Linked DNA regions of Cricetulus griseus: region 1 is linked to region 2. Evidence: chromatin contacts called from public Hi-C data. All regions are on one chromosome and are shown on one strand. The core of a region is the stretch at or near the end of the contact, and the rest is flanking DNA. Distances in the headings are between cores, read along the strand shown.

The links. A called contact is a pair of places that touch in the nucleus more often than the background predicts.
Region 1: a Hi-C map of liver shows a contact between it and region 2, with 2.2 times the contacts expected there. The contact joins two enhancer-like sites. A contact is called at or near these places in 2 of 8 Hi-C or Micro-C datasets (fibroblasts and liver).

The regions. Positions count from the first base shown.
Region 1 is chr7:88,596,283-88,601,746 of CriGri-PICRH-1.0, reverse strand. The region is part of intron 15 of Smg6 (telomerase-binding protein EST1A); the gene reads right to left. Among named protein-coding and RNA genes, the nearest start is that of Hic1, 15 kb to the left of the region's middle. Within about 2 kb of position 1,251, at least 1 of the 6 cell types and tissues checked has open chromatin away from gene starts, as enhancers often do.
Region 2 is chr7:88,497,092-88,502,741 of CriGri-PICRH-1.0, reverse strand. It overlaps Smg6 (telomerase-binding protein EST1A), which reads right to left. Exons shown (of 19, transcript XM_027426761.2): 13 at 3,490-3,691. Among named protein-coding and RNA genes, the nearest start is that of Hic1, 110 kb to the left of the region's middle. Within about 2 kb of position 3,026, at least 2 of the 6 cell types and tissues checked have open chromatin away from gene starts, as enhancers often do.

The DNA.
Region 1 (5,464 bases), core at 2-2,501, 100 kb before region 2:
TCATATCAGAACTGATCTTCCTTTCCTTCCTTGCTTTGCTCCTTCTCATCCCTTTTTAAAAGGGGTCAGGGAATATAGTGTGGTGGCATAAGCCTTTTATCCCAGCGTTTGGGAGGCAGAGGCAGAGGCAGAGGCAGAGGCAGAGGCAGAGGCAGAGGCAGAGGCAGAGGCAGAGGCAGAGGCAGAGGCAGAGGCAGAGCAGGCAGAGGCAGAGGAGGCAGAGGCAGGCGGATCTCTGTGAGTTCGAGGCCAGCGTGGTCTTCAGTTCCAGGACAGCCAGGACTGTTTCATAGAGAAACCCTATCTGGAAAAACCAAAAAGGAAAAAAAAAAGAAGAAAAAGAAAAAAAAAAGATGAAGTTATGACCAAACTCATGCAAAGAGCAACAATCAGAGAGATTATAACTGCTACCATCTTTCCTAGCTTTGCACAGTATTTCTTAAATGTGGGTTTTTTTACTCTACCTTTTTTTATTTTTTGAGATAGGATCTCTCTTATTTAGTTCTGGTGGTCCCAGAACTTGATACATAGGCTAGGCTGGCCTTGAACTCACAGAGATCTGCCTGCCTCTGTCTCCTGCTGGGATTAAAGGTGTGCTACCCCCAGCATTTTTGTTCAACTTATACTCCTTTGCCACAATCCTATTCAAGCAATACTATCACTGACTTCATTTTTCCTTTAAATTGACTTTATTTAAATAAAGGACATTTTGTTGTACCCTAGTGCAAACTGAAATGCCATTAAAAAACAAAACAAAACAACCCAAAACTGAAGCGCTCCTCCCCATACTACTCAACAATCACCTCCATCACCTTCTGGTCTGTGTACAAGGCACCCTCACCCTTAGAAGCCCACAAGCTAGGGACTGTCTGTGCTATAGGCTTTCACATCTCTGGGAAGCTCTGTGAACATCTGCAAAGCCCAGTGTCCTCTAGACTGATAGTCTGTCTTACATGGCTGGCATAAGTTCAGGGTATAACTATCACTACCTACGGAATATATTATTGTGCTATTTCCTCTGGGGACCATGGCCAGGAAGCACACTGGTCGACTGGATCTATCTGCTCTGGCAGATTCTGTGTAGGGAGCTAGCCAGTGGGAATCCAGAAAAGCAGGTGGGCAAGTCCCAGTCCCCTCACTCCCTCTTATGGTCTTCTGAAACATAGCAACTGCAATGACACAGACCCAGAAACAGCAGAGGAAGTATATGTGCGTGCCAACTGAGATGGGGCCCACAGTGCTGGGCCTGGCCACCAACAGTCAGCAAAAAGGCTGCTTCGGCTACACTAAGAGTGACAGTAAAACTGAAAGGGCATGCCTTCAAATGATAGGGGTGGCTTTTCGGTGACCTACCAGGGACCTTTCCCTATGAGTAAGTTGTTGCTGCCACTGCCACCACAGTTGGCGAAGACACAGGCCACAGTACAATGGCAGCATGAGAAACGTGGTTCAGAGGCCCAGTCTGCTGAAATACTCCAGTTGATCTCACACATAGCACAAGGGGAAAGTGTCAGCCACCTTTCCAGGGTTTTGGGTCACTGTCCCTCCCCAGAGAGTTGCCAACAGGATAGTAACACACAGTTCTTGGCCTGGGCATTCACAAGAACAGGAAATGGTTCTGCTTAGGTTCAGCAAACACTCCGCAGCCCTTTTTCATGCCGAGGAATAGCCTTTTTCCAGGCTTCTGTTCTCTGTACAATTCTACCAGAATACCTTCCCTGGAGCCCTGGGCTCCATATCTATCTTTCTGGGAGAGAGGACATAACACTCCACCCCATGGCTCATGAATGACAGGACTAGCCTATGGTGACAGAGGAGGTACCACATCTCTGTTTTCCTATTTTGAGAAATGACATGCAGCCTCTGTTAGACTTCCATTAAGAAAGTCACTGACTGCCATTTTTTACCCCGGCCTTGGTCATCCCACCTGCATGCTGGTGGTGAGCAGGAGGCTGGGGCAAAGGGAATCTACCTGGGGTTTGATGATAGGACAGATGTCAAGCTTAGAGTAAGGTGCAGGGAAGCATTGGTTCATGGAGCTCTGGTTCATGGCCAGAAAGGTGGACTAGCCATAGCCTCTCAGGGAGGTTGCAGAAGGCTCCCTGGGAATGGGACAGGGCCAAGCTGCGTGTGGTGGTCAAAGCTGGGCTGCCCTCATCCGGTCCCAGGGACGCCTGCAGACAACTTCCCCTAACCTGGCTCTGCCCAGTGAGTCACCACACAACTGCTTCCTGTTCCCCACATGCCCTCATGGAGTTTCAGGAGATTAGACAAGGTTGCTGCCTCTTCTCCTAGGGTACCAGTGGGCTTGGTGGGTGAGGGGAGTCATACCTGGGTCACAAGATTAGTTCAGCACCAATAAAAAGAATGTCAGATCAAGAAGGTTTAGGAGTCAGGCTCTCTGCTATGGGTGTCTGTTTCCGGCCCTTTCTGAGTGGCGCTGTATGTGTTTAGCATTTGCCCTCCCAACTTTTCCAGATTTTACCCGTCAGATTCCTGGCAGCTGTGCACGGCGCCTGTGCCGGCTGTCACGTCCCATTCTGATCTCTGGGTCGCACGGTGAGAGAAGGACACAGGATGCGCAGGGAGTGAAAAAGTGATGTCGATGGGGAGAGTGCCAAGTCCCCACTCACAGCCATGGGACGCTCAGGGAGAAGGGGGAAGCATGCTGCTGTGGAGTTCAGAGGCCGGTAGTGAGATTTATTTTTGTTTGTATGAATAAAAAGCTGCAGAAGCCTCTGGTGGGAGTGAGGGGGGTGCAACTGGAATGCTGAGATTCAGACAGATCAGCCTGGCCTGGAGTCAAGTGTGCTGACCCGGAAGGAGAGTTCCACAGGAGCCCTCTGACTGTAGCTCAGCCTGGGCCACACTGGTTCTTAGACAGTGCACTGGGAACCTGAGGAAAGTGAACACACTCCAAGGTGGATGCGGTGGCAGAAAGGAGGACCAAGAGTTCAAGATCAACCTTGGCAGGAGACCTTGTCTAAAAAAAAAAAAAAAAACAAAAACCCCAAAACCCTAAAAACCAAAACCCATAAAAAATAAGCAAACATGTAAGCAATCACAAAGTCTTTAAAAAAATTTTCAAAAGTAGATACTCCAAACCAGATTTATGGCAATGAGAACCATGTTGGCATGAAGTGTGCAAGAGAGAAATAATTTCAGTTTGGGAAAAGTGCTAAGCATCCAGCTATCTCTCAGGAATAGGCGCTACCTGGAGCACCATGACAGACTACTGAGACAGACACAGTATGCAATAGCTAAAGTAGCTGACGGGCTGTATCTCTAGAAAGACTCCTTTACTTCCTTCTCCACAGTGAGCACGATTTTATAATGCTAACCCACTGGAAATTGAGACACAAAATTACAAACAGCCGGAGGGTGGGGGGTTTAGGTAGGGTGAGGTGGGGTGGGGTGGGGGGTAGTGGTGGTGTGGTGCAGGCCTTAAATCCCAGCTCACAGGAGGCAGAGGCTGGTGGATCTCTGAGTTTGAGTTTCAGGACAGTCAGGGCTGTTACACAGAGAAACCCAGTCTCAAACAAACAAATACTACTGGCCTCCACAGAAGTATACAACAGATCAGGAGAACAGGGCAGACCAGGCAGAGGCTTTCCTAAGTCCTTCTACTTGGGAGATCCATACAGTGTGGCTGCTTCCTTTCCATCAAAGGGTGATGGAATCATGTAGGCTCTGTGTTCTTCATTACTCTGGAGACAGAGTAATGCCATTAACAGAAATGAGGTTTTATAACACAGCAAACTTCTACATTCACCTTGCATGTAAGAGTACCTTACTTGGTGCTTGACACACATTAGTAACAACAGGGACAATTTCTACTCTTCTTGTACAACTCTCTTTTATATTCTGTGCATCTGAGTGACCATCAAAGATACCAGTAACTGGGAATAGGGAGGGGAAGCACAGGGGTGTTTATTTATTTTTAAGAACTTATTTTCAACTGTGCATATGTGTGCATGTGTGCAGGTGCCTATGGGGACCACAGGTGTTGGATCCCCTGGAGCTGGAGTTATAGATGGTTGTGAGCCTGTGGTTGCTTGTAACTAAACTCGGGTCCTCTGGAAGAACAGTTAAATACTCTTAACTGCTGAGCATCTATCTAGTCTCAGAATTATTAATTTCTATTGTGAGACTTAACAGCAGTTGGGTACATTGGTATGTACATGTAGTCCCAACTACCTGGGAAACTGAATCAAGAGATTGTTTGAGCCCATTCATGAGTTCAAGGCCAGCCTGAATAGCATAGTGAGACTCTCTTTCTTTTTTGGTGTGTGTACGTGCACATGTGGCTTATATATGTGAGTTTATGTATACTTGTGCCTATGCATGTGCATTCAAAGTCCACAGCAAGGTATCCAGATATCCTTCTCTATGGTTTTTCACTTTGTCTAGAGACAGGGTCTCTCTGAAGTGGAAACTTTATGTTTCAGGAAGTCTGACTAGCTGGCAGACTCCCAGGTTCCACCTGATCTGACCTTCCCCCCATGCTAGGGTTACAGGCATACACAGCCATGTCCTGCTTTTTATATGGATTCTGGGGATTTTAACTCAGGTCCTTATGCTTGCAGAGCAAGAGCTTTATACAGTGAGTGATTTCTGCAGCCCTGACACCGTGTCTTTTAAGAAAAAAAATAATACTTCTGATTTTCATTATTTATTTTCTAGACAGGGTTTCTTTGTATAGCCTTGGGTGTCCTAGAACTAGCTGTGTAGACCAGGCTGGCCTTGAACTCAGATCTGCCTGCCTCTGCCTTCTCAGTGCTGGGATTAAAGTGGCATTATTTGCTAATTTTTTAAAAAAGATTTATTTATTATGTATACAGTGTTCTGCCTGCATGTATCCCTGCAGGCCAGAAGAGGGCACCAAATCTCATTACAGATGGTTGTGAGCCATCATGTGTTGCTGGGAATTGAACTCAGGACCTCTGGAAGAGCAGCCAGTGCTCTTATCCTCTGAGCCATCTCTCCAGTTCTATTTGTTAATTTTTAAAAACGTGTGCATGTGTGTGTGTGCCTGTGTGATCTTATGTGCGCTACACATATGCAGGTTCCTGAAGAGGCCAGATGAGGGTATCAGGATCTCTGGAATTGGAGTTAAAGGCAGTTGTGAAGCACCATAGTAGGGTTGCTGGGAGCCAAACCCAGGTTCCTCTGCAAGAGAGGTGCTCTTCCCCCACTTTGAGACAGGGTTTTCACTGTGTAGTCCTGGCTTCCAGGAATTCACTCTGTAGACCAGGCTGGTGTTGAACTGAGAGATCTGCCTGACTCTGCCTCCTGAGTGCTGGGACTAAAGGCGTACACCGCCCACTACCCCCTATTTTTTTGATAGGGCTTTACTATGTTGCTCAAGTTTGCCTCAACCTTGTGATCCTCTTGCCTTAGCTTCCTGAATAATAGGAATTACAAGTATACTCAACTGTGCCTAACAATACTACCTACCTATTTT
Region 2 (5,650 bases), core at 1,777-4,276:
CTACAGGCTTGTACCACTAGACTCAGCACTGATGTTCTAAAAAGGTCCCTGTAGTTACTGTGCCGAGAAATGGACTAGGGGCCAGAGGAACTAGTTAGAAGTTACTTCAATGAATTAAAAAAAAAAGGTATACAAAGGAATTATATCTGAATTTCTTTTTAAATCTGCATACATTTTAAAAGTAAAGAAGATACTAACTGCTAATGATTTAGATATGAAGGTCTGAGAAAACAACAGTCAAGAACTCTTAAGATTCTAAAATGAGCATCCAAGTCAATGCTATTTATTGCTAGATTGGAAAGAATGAAGGAAGACCAAATTTAGGAGTGGGTAAGGTGACATGTAGAGATGCTATCTCTGAAATACCTCTCACAGTCATGAAGTAAGTTGCCAGTGGCATCCTGGCAACTGTGCCCCCTTTCATAGGGTGAGGGTGCACAATTGACTGCATTCTTCTCTATCCAGGCCATGGATCTAGTATCCAACACTGCATCTGGGAGCCCCGAGGAGCTGATAAAAACGAGGCTACGGAAGCCTAAGGCTGGTTAGGAATCCTCTCTTGTTCTGCACTAAATGGCAGCCAACTCTTAGAGGGATCTTCTGTAATCAAGACTACCTCGGGATCAAAAAAAGATTAGAGGAAGGAAGAAAGAAAGGTAGATAGATTGATTGCTAGTGCAGACTAATGCAAACTATTAATACTTAGTTTCTCTTTGAACTGAAAACTTCCTCAGAGGCATAAACACTTATTAGCAGTCTTCAGCCCCTCCCCATCCATCCATCCATCCATCTATCCATCCATCCATCCATCCATCCTCCCTCCATCCATCCACCATCCATCCATCCATCCATCTCCACATTATTACCACCTTCTGAGACTAGACAAGCAGAATAGAATTTTATCCTCTTTTTTCTGCAAAGGCATAAAACAAATATTCTTCTTGGGAAAGAAAGGTTCTCCCAAGAACTGTTAGCTATTAAGCAAATCCGAAGAATATGACTTTTTTTTAAAGATTTATTTTCATTTTATGGGCTTAAGTATCTTGCTGCATGCATATCTGTGTATGCGTATCCATAGAAACCAGAGAGGTCACTGGATCCCCCTATAGAATGGAGTTAGTGATAGTTGTGAGCCATGATGTGGGTGCTGAGAATCAAATCTGGATTCTCTGGAAGAGGAGCAAGTGCTCTTAATCACTGAACCATTTATTCAGCCTGTTTTTTATTTACTAATTTTCTTTTTCTTTTCGGCACTAAGGTTTGAACCTGGGCCCTTGTAGAATCTAGGCAAATTTTCAACAGTCAAAACTATACCCCCAGGGATTATTTGCTTGTTTGAAACAGGGTCTCCTATTGTCTAGGTTGACCTTAAACTAGTTTATACAGCTGAGGATGACCTTAAACTCTTACTATTCTTGCCTCCACTGATCAAAAAGCCAAGGGATTACAATGGTTGCCACAGGGCAATTGAATATGGATTTTGATAATGCTCATGCCTAAAACCATTCTGTACTTAAAAAGAAATTTAATTACAGGGAATACATGCTCAGATTTTGCTGTAAGGCAAAAATTCACTGTTTAAAACTAAAAATATCAGGTGCATTCTCTTGGGCTGATAAAGATAAAGAAATCTTAGCACTTAAAAAGAACTAAGTAGAGCTGGGTGTTGGTGGCGCACACCTCCAGCACTTGGGAGGCAGAAGCAGGCGGGTCTCTGTGAGTTCGAGGCCAGCCTGGTCTCCACAGCGAGTGCCAGGATAGGCTCCAAAGCTACACAGAGAAATCCTGTCTCCAAAAACCAAAAACCAAAAACCAAAAACCAAAAAAAAAAAAAAAAAAAAAAAAAAAAACACCCAAAAAAAAAACACCCAAAAAAACAAAAACCAAAAAACTAAAAAAATCTCATATTTGATTCCTAGCACCACATAACAATTTCCATGTAAGACTACATTAAAATAGTATGTAAAAAAGACAATAGTATATATATGACCCCAAGGTTTTAATTTTTGCTGTATGTTTTTATAGTATTGAGGAACACACCCATGGGTCTTGTGCTTGGTAGACATCCTCAGTGCTGCTTAATTTTTTAAGAATGACACATGTCTTTAATCCCAGCACTCAAAAGGCAGAAGCAGGAAAATCTTTCTGAAGTCTATGCCAGCCAGGGCCATATAGTGAGACCCTGAAGCATAAACAAACAAACAAATAAACCCCATATTTACTGTTCATGTTTGGAATTCAGTTTAATTTTTACTCTGGTATGGGAAACTGAACTCAGGCTTTGCGCATACTAGGCAAGTACTCCATCTTGGAGTCATAACCCCAACTCTGGAAGTCAGTTTACTAACTTAAAAAAATCTACTTCTATGTCTATTATGTATTTCATCTTGATCAGATGATTTCACCCTCCTTTGTGTGGTGACATATATCTTGGGTGATTTGTACAGGATGACCATAAGTTTAAGGCCAGCCTTTGCTACATTGCCATTTTGAGGCCTACCTGGGCTATATGAGACCCTTTCTCAAAAAACCAAAACTTAAAAATAAATAAACATTCATAAAAAAAAAAAAAAGCCTTCCTGCTGAGAAGCCATTCATGGACTACTCCCTAAAGGCCTCTCTCTGCCCTAGGGAGGAAGAGTCAGGCACAGAGTTGACTCCCCAACTGACAGACTGCCCTAAGCTCCACCTGGCTGAAGACCCACTGTTAAACTAGAAGCTCCACAGTCCTAACCAGAGCGACAGGGAATGGCCTTTGTTTTCTATAAACAGACATGAAAAAAGTCAGGTTAAAACAGTCTTTAGAGGAAGGAAAATAGAAACCAGGCAGTGGGGAATGCTTCATATTCCTAAAAGCTTTTTTTGTAAGTTAACACATGGTGTCTGCTTCTCTCTAGTCACCTATTTATCACTCTCCTCCTTAGAGAAGGGAAAAAGCCCTGGCTGCTTTCCTAGTGCAGAGTTTTGTGGCTGGGGGAAGGAGGGAGAGGGAAGGAAGGAGGGTGCTTTAAGCATGATGCAAACCATTTGGAGCTGAGTGAGAGCACTGCCAACACAAGCTGCACTATTTAAACAAGTGAGGAAATGATCGTATATACAACATGCCAGCAAGCGCTCGCATTCCCCCCTCCTCCCTCCCTCCCTCTCCTCCCTCTCTCTCCCCTCCCTCCCTCCCTCCCTCCCTCTCTCTCTCTCTCTCTCTCTCTCTCTCTCTCTCTCTCTCTCTCTCTCTCTCTCTCTCTCTCACACACACACACACACACACACACACACACACACACACACACCACCCCAAAGGAAGTCGAGAGAGATTTTTTTTTTTAGGACACAGAGCTGGATGTCAGCGGCTAAAAGGTCGATATTTTCCCTTAACACCCTTCTCAATGACTTAATCATGTTCCGTTCGCACAAAAAACTTCCCAAGAATAAAAAAGTCTGGAGAATTAAGAGAACGGGTAAATGGGGAGGGATGTTTGGCCTGAGGCTGACCTTATCCGAGGTTTTCTCCACGTAGCAGGGGTCCTGAGGGGCAGCCAGCAAGGGGACAAAGCCAGAGAGGAGCCGATCCTCTTCCAGGATAAGAAGGGTGAGGTCATCATCCGGGTCCTTGTACAGTGGCACCTCAGACTGATTCACTGCAGTGAGTATGTTACAGAAGTCAGCTAGTGTTGACCACACATCCACAGCAACCCTGTGAGGAACAAGATGAGAAAAGAGTGGCTCTAAAGAGATCAGTGAAAGTGTTCTTAGTGCTTTGGGAACACAAAGATACTTGTAACAAAAGCTGTAAGGCTGGAAACTGCCAAGAAATACTATCAAAACTGCAATATGAAGCTGTGCCCATGTTGAGCCATCTGGGGTATATTGCTCTATGTAAACCTGAAATTGATTAGGGGAGTTTTAATCTTAACCAGAGAGGAGGAAAAAGAATTCTGAGAGTCAGTTGTCTAATGCAGGTCCTGTCACCTTTCCAGACAGTGTGCTGAGACACTTACTCAAACACTCTAGATACCCAGTGCCTAAGGCAGCTCCCAGAAGTCCCTGATTCTGCATAGTCAAGTATCTGCCACAGAGACAGAAACTGGGCACTAGCTTCTTTCCTTCTGTCATGGCTACACGGGGAGTAATCACACTGTGTAGTCACCTGCATTTCCTTCTTAGAAATATTTTATAAATGTATTCCCTATATGTAAGCAGTAAAATGAATACATATCCAAGAAAATCCCCCTTCCTGTCCTGCCAAGATGTGCCCGGGAAGGGAAGCTTCTTGCTTACTTCAGTGCTACCTTGACTGTCCCATGCCTTCTCCATTCTCCCGCTTGTACATTAGACACAAGACGACTAACCATCCTGGCATCATCCTTGTTTTAGCACTAAATTTATCACATCCCACAAGTCCCCTAATCTGACACAAACAAGGGTGGTTGGTCACCCCAGTCCCACATCACCAGGTTCTGGTTGAAGCTGAGAAGAAACACTCAAAATACAAAATCTATCTCTCTCCACTTAAAACTTCAAGGTAGATTGACTTTCTCCTCCAGAAAGGTTTTTAACCCAAGAGTGTGGAATGCTAAGGTGTGAAATGTTAGGAGAGTTATTAAAAACAAAAACAAAAAACTCTACAAGAGAGATGGAGTACAAAGAGGCAATATGCCAAGAAGTTCTAAGTGTCACCCTGAAAGCTCCGAAGGGTACTGTCCATAAGCTTACCTGGTAGGGCAGGGGTCTCAGACCTAAGCCATTCCTTCCCTATCCCCAGATGACAGGAAAGAGGGCATGCCAGGATTACACTAGGGCAGAATGTGGACTAGGGAGAGGTATGAGGGACTCTCTCACCAGTTCCAGGTGGAAGGAGGCAGAACTAGTTTATTTACTGTAATCACTACACTAAGAAAAGGCAATGAAATGAAACATCTTGTTTTCAAGAGCGTCCTGGGAACCAGGCAGAACACAGTGCCATTAATCACACAACAGCACACAATCAACACGCATGCATGGCAGAAGTAACTCACTTCCCAGGCTTTGCCCAGGAGAAAGAAAACGTTTGGGAGGAATCACTGGAGGGGCGAGAGATTTCTAAAGCCCCTCTGCATGGACACCAACAAGCACACTCATTCACAAAGCTCCATCTTTTGGCTCAGCTGAGTTTGGCTGTCAGAAATGTTTAAATATGGAAAAAAATAAACAGTTGCAACACGTTTCTTTGCAGAAATCTGCCTGGGCTCCTCTGTGATGTAATGGGAAACACGGCACTCAGGCTACCAGCTGTAGAATAAACAGAACTTTGAGGGTTAAAAGGAACTGAACTTTCCACGACCCCATCTGCAGAGAAGAAAATAATAAGAGGAATGATGCACTGCCCCACAGCTCTGATAGTTTATCCTCCGGTCCGGCTGCAGAGACAAGCACCGGATGTGATAGGGCTGCTCAGGGCTGCCTCTGAGGTTAGCGCTGCCCATGGGAGACACACAGGGAGGCTCTTCCAGTTCCCTGCTTCCTCCCCCAGTGCCCCGCTGGCCACTTGAGCCCACTGCCTGAGTCTGATCCCACAACTTGGTGAGCTGTGGCCAATAGGCACTGCTAGGCTACAGAGCAGCAACTTGGAAAATAAACAGGAAAAACGCCAGTGAGAAGGAAGAAGGTGAAAAGT